Regions from separate parts of the Gossypium hirsutum genome. Here region 1 is linked to region 2. A link is a contact called in public Hi-C data. All regions are on one chromosome and are shown on one strand. Each heading gives the region's core, a stretch centred on a gene start, on an enhancer-like site or on the middle of the called end of the contact. The rest is flanking DNA. Distances are from core to core; before and after follow the strand shown. Region 1 holds the start of LOC107934786 (probable transmembrane ascorbate ferrireductase 4). Region 2 holds the start of LOC107934799 (transcription factor bHLH30).

What was found. A called contact is a pair of places that touch in the nucleus more often than the background predicts.
Region 1: a Hi-C map of leaf shows a contact between it and region 2, with 1.8 times the contacts expected there. The contact joins the promoter of LOC107934786 here to the promoter of LOC107934799 in region 2. A contact is called at or near these places in 2 of 34 Hi-C or Micro-C datasets (both in leaf).

The regions. Positions count from the first base shown.
Region 1 is chrA12:96,211,321-96,214,020 of Gossypium_hirsutum_v2.1, reverse strand. LOC107934786 (probable transmembrane ascorbate ferrireductase 4) reads left to right here and starts at 1,430. Exons shown (of 4, transcript XM_016867291.2): 1 at 1,430-2,191; 2 at 2,279-2,330; 3 at 2,403-2,599. The coding sequence starts at 2,018.
Region 2 is chrA12:96,040,983-96,043,758 of Gossypium_hirsutum_v2.1, reverse strand. It overlaps LOC107934799 (transcription factor bHLH30), which reads left to right and starts at 1,502. Exons shown (of 3, transcript XM_016867310.2): 1 at 1,502-2,206; 2 at 2,425-2,776. The coding sequence starts at 2,450.

The sequences.
Region 1 (2,700 bases), core at 181-2,680, 170 kb before region 2:
AGATGCCGTCCCTGCCCCCACCAATTCACATCAATGCAGGTTGGGTTTCAACAAAATAGTCAATCCAGTCCAGGCCATGTCTATGAATTAGACCATATATATCTATTTTTCCTGTCAATTTTCTGAGCCCTGGCCCTGAGGTTGCAGCTCTGAATTGCTTGTAAAAAAGGGGATAAAAATCAAAGCATATATCAGCAGATCACTATGAATAAAAAGATTATGAAGTGACTGCTTGTGAGTCTATTGCTAGACTTGCTTTAGGATCGCAATCGACAATCTTTTTGTCAACCGCTGATGAAATCATCTTTGACCATTAATTTATCATTAATTGCCGTGTCCTTATTTCTTTTATCGGCTATTTTGAAATTTATAATAGTTGGTAAGTGATTATGTCACAAGGAAACTCTACTTCCGGACCATGCATTCCTTCATTCATTGGTCTGCCATAATAATAAACTAATCAAAACTTAAAAAGTTGAAGGAGAAGTACCATCTGGTTTACGCTCATATAACATTTTTCTTATTGAGATAGTTAACGAGATATTATAAATAGATGAAAATAAAATTTAAAAAATGCACTTCGAAGTATTAATTTATTATTATTGACAGTAAAATATACTATTAAAAAGTTGATTGAGTTTTAGTTTAGTTGGTATCGACATTGTTATTAGTGCAAGAGGACGTGAGTTTAAGTGTGTTCAAATATATCATCCTCTTATTTTAAAGTTGGAGAGAGATTATGAATAATTTTAAGTACATTATTCTATTAATTTTAACCTTTTTTCTCTTTTATTAATTTTTTTTAGAACCATAACATCAAACAGCAGTTGATATTACAATGCATGTAGGGTGCTAGAAGTACTTTTACACCTGAGAAACAATCCCAAACAACATGCTTTTAGAACTTAAAGCACTTCTTTGAGCCAAACCGAAAAGCTGGGTAGGTGGCGTTGTGACTTTTAGCTTTTGTAGTTTGGGATGTGAAAATACAAATTGGCCCTCCTCTGTGCTATTTTTGTGTTTTTAATTATCTTCAAGCAAGTTATGATTTAGCTTAATACTTTAAGATGTTTAAGAATGAATATGTGATGAGTTATGCATAGTTTAAATTGGTTTGATGCATGGGGATAATTTAATAGTATTTTTTATTATTAGCAGTTGTTATTGAATTACTTAAATATCATTTAAATTAATTAATTTAATAGTAATTGTTATTATCGAGTTAATAGAAATTGTTATAGGGATTTTTTAATTACTAAAATCATATCTAAAATAAATATTTTAACTTTCGACCACAGTTTTAGACAGTAATATTAAATATCTAAAATTAACAAATTACACTTTTTCAATAACAATATCAAACTAGACGAAATTTTATGAGTAACAAAAAAAACCATTATATATACAAGATTACAAAATCTAACAGTTTACGTAACAACATCAAACAGTACTAACAAAGACAAACTATTGTTGAGGAAGGCAGTTGCTGAGCCATCTACTTGAGCTCAACTGGCTTTTAAGCCATCCTTCTCTGACAGCTGAACTTGAATGAAGTGGAGTGATCTTAAATTTGTTAGGAAGGTCAAAATGTATATGGATTGGATTTTGAATGCAAGAATTTCATTAATCCCTAATCAAGAAGCCCAGAAACTGTCCAAAAAAGGAGCCCAACAATAATGAAGATGTTATTATAGATATAGTAGTTCAGGGCTCCAGTCATAATGCAGTAGCAACGCCATTGCCCCACTATCAGCTCATAGTCTTTTTTTTTTTTTGGCCTTTTTGATCGTTTGATCCATTTATAAATTTCATTGTCCTGGTTTATCATAGGAGGATTACAGGGAATCTTATCAAAGGCAGTAAATAAAATATAGAAACTTTCCATATAAAGTATTGTTAAAGGTCTCATGTCTTTGGTCCTTTACTCTTTGCAGCCTGCTAGATCTGAGAGTGTGTGTCGGTAGCTATCCTCTCGCCACTTCACTCATCAGCTCAGCTGTACTCAAACTGAAGTTGCATGTTTCTAAACAAGCCCATGGCTGCAGTTTCTCCACCTTTGGTTCCGCCTCTCTTATTTGCTAGAATATCAGGGATCCTAGTGGCAGCTTTGGTCCTCTCGTGGGCTCTTCTTTTCAAGTCTAGCTTCCTTCCTCACTCTTCTTTACCCTCCCAAGAAGACCTCATCTATGCAGTGAGTATTTATTTATCACTCCATTCTCTACTTAATTACTTCACATTTCCTTTTGCAGCCTTTGAAAGTTATCTGTGTTGCTTACAGGTCCTCCATCCTTTGCTCATGGTTATTGGCTTCATTCTCATAAGTGGGGAAGGTAAATCAGAAAATGAAGTGAAAATAGATTATTCTTTTTTTCAAACAATTGAAAGTTCTTCTTTCTTTTCAGCTATATTGATACACAGGTGGTTGCCTGGTTCAAGGAATTTGAAGAAATCTGTGCATTTGTGCCTTCAAGGGGTGGCTTTAGGTTGTGGGGTTTTTGGGATTTGGACAAAGTTCCATGGACAAGATGGCATTGTGGCTAATTTTTTCAGCCTGCATTCTTGGATGGGTTTGATCTGTGTCAGCCTGTTTGGAGCTCAGGTTCTATTCTTCAACCACTCAATCATTTTTTGTTCCTATTTCTTTCTTCAAAAATGGTCCCTTAAGTTTTCTTTACTGATAAATACATTCCAGGGGCAAGT
Region 2 (2,776 bases), core at 253-2,752:
CCTCTATGATTGTACTTTTGTTAGGAGTTTTGCCGAAAGGGAGCAAATGGGAGAAGCTCCCATGTCTTCATATTTTGATGATGCTTTGGTAATAAGTCTCCCAACTGAAAAAGAAATATATACAAATATTGCAAGGTAGCCAAGCCCATTCCAATGCTACCTTTACATGTGCATGTGAAAATGAAGACTGAAAGTGCCAACCAATTCATAAAGTTATTGGACTTGAGAAACAACACTCCTACACTAATAATTAATGGAGAAGTGCCCAGAATTCCCTTTGCACTATATAATACATATGGTCGTAGAGGGTCATTAGAGAAGGAAGGCAAGCCATGGATAAATTCACATATGTAACCGAAACCCAGAAGGGTCGTGAAATTGAAGAGCAGCTGAAGAGGTAGAGAGAGAGAGAGAGAGAGGAGGGGGGGGCCAGGAAGGTGGAGTGTGTTCCAAGACACAATGATTACATGGTCTTGGGGAAGCAGAAAGGGTGGCGTGGAAATAGCCAAGAGTGTTGAAGAACGTGGGGGCTTGACCGAGGTAGGAAAAGGACGAGGCAATGCAATATGCATCAATATGAAATAAAATGGAAAAAGAAGATAAGGGAAAAAAAGCCTTAATTCACAATTTAGTCCCTAAATATACCAACTTTATCATTTTGGTCCTTAAAAAAAATTTTGTCCCAAATGGGGACCTAACATTATCAGTTTTTCCATATTAGGACCTAAAGTTATTAGTGTTCCAAGTTCAGTCCTAACATTAAAAAACGGCTGAGTCATCCAGCCAATTTTTTTTTGGCACATGTCATATAATGATGTCACGATGACATCATCATCTATTTTTTTTTAAATCTTGAAAAAATATTAAAGAAATACTAAAATTTATAAAATGACAAAAAGTACTGAAAATTATTAGAAATTATAAATAAAAATAAAATTGTAAAAAAAGGGTGAAATAAAAACAAACTGCAAAAACTGAATTAATCATGTTGAAATTCAGGTAAGCTGCCCTAAATAAAGTATAATAAAAAAATAAAAGTTTGGTTAAACATTTCTTCACATTTCGTGCATAATAATAATAATAATAAGTTTCGTTAAACATTTCGTGCATATACTTTCAATCTTTGAAATTATATGGTTTCTTCACATTTCTTTTACTTGGTTAAACATTAAGAAAAATGATTATTTCATGAAATGGTTTAAATTAGATTTTCTAAAAGAAATTTAATGATGATGTCACAATGACATCATCATATGAAATGTGGCGAAAAACAATTGGCTGGATGACACAGCAGGTTTTTTAACGCCAAGAGGACTAAACTGGGAAGACTGATAACATTAGGTCTTGATTTGGGAAAAAAAAGTTTAAGGACTGAAGTAAAAGGAGGAGTATAGTCGAGGGAGTAAAGAGAGGAGAAAGCCAAAAAAGAAAAGAGAAAAGGGTTTAGCTAAGCCTTTTATCATGATGATACTATCAGCCTTTTTGGTCTTTGGTTTGTCGACAGTGTATGTGTTGTGTGTTCACTGTGTTTTGTTTTTGTTTTTGTGTTTCCCATCCCCCACTCGATCTCTCTCTCCAACTGCACTCACAGACACAGAATGTAATTATATACTTTGAACCAATCACAAAAGCAAACTAATATTATTATTTTATAAAGGGAGAGATAGAGAGAGATATACTTTCATGTATAAACTACTACTAATTTTAATTTTACTATAAAACATGTATATAATTAAATAAAGAAAAAGGATCCTGATTGCTACAAGAATGGATAGAGAATGCCTTAGGAAGAAAGCAAAGGAGACTAACAGTGCTTGCAGACTCTATAAATTTAGAGTGGTGGAGAAGAGGGAAGGGCACAGATCGATGATCAGTGACCAAAAAATTAATAAACAAAAAGAAGAAAACAAAGCTACCAAAAAAACACCGAGATAGCATATAGGGAAAAGCAAAGCTTATTTTGAAGCTAAGGATAAAAAAGGGGTCAGTGTATCACCCACAAAGGCACAAAGACCTGCCAGAAACTAACCTACCCCCTCCCCCAAGTGATAGAGATTGAGTTATCCTCTTCCTTCATACTCGAAATCTCCTCTCCCTTTTTGCTTTTCTTTCTTTTTACCACTTACCACCACCTCAACCTCAAACCACATCATTTACAACCATAATTCAGAGACCTCTGCAAACTCCATCTATGTATCAAAGGAAGGTTTGTTTTCTTTCTCTCTTTTCTTTTCTTTTTTCGTAACCCTTTTTCCAATTTATCCTTCCTATACGAAACTGTAAACCAACTTCCTTATTGTATCGCACCACATCGGATAAGGAAGTGATCATCAATACAAAAACTTCATATCTATATGTGTAAATATATGTATTGCAGTTGAATCGATGTTTTTATCTTTTTTTCTCCTTTCCATTTTGAGGCAGATTTAAGAAAGGGAAATATCGAGGGATGTGTGGAAAGAAAGACGAAGATCAGGGAGAGTGTCCTCAAACTATCCATAACATACAAGGTTACCAGGAACAGTTATATATGCAACAACAACATCAACAGATGCAGCAGCAACAGCACAATATTGATTTATTTGGAGGAACTAGGGGAGGGCTGATATTTCCTGAAGTATCTCCCATCCTACCATGGTCTCTCCCCCCGATTCACAATTTCAATCCAGCCCTATTCACTGGAAACCCAGTTCGAGACGATGACCCTTTTTTGGTCCCTCCTCCGCCAACCTCGTATGGGGGTTTATTCAACAGAAGAGCTCCTTCCCTACAGTTT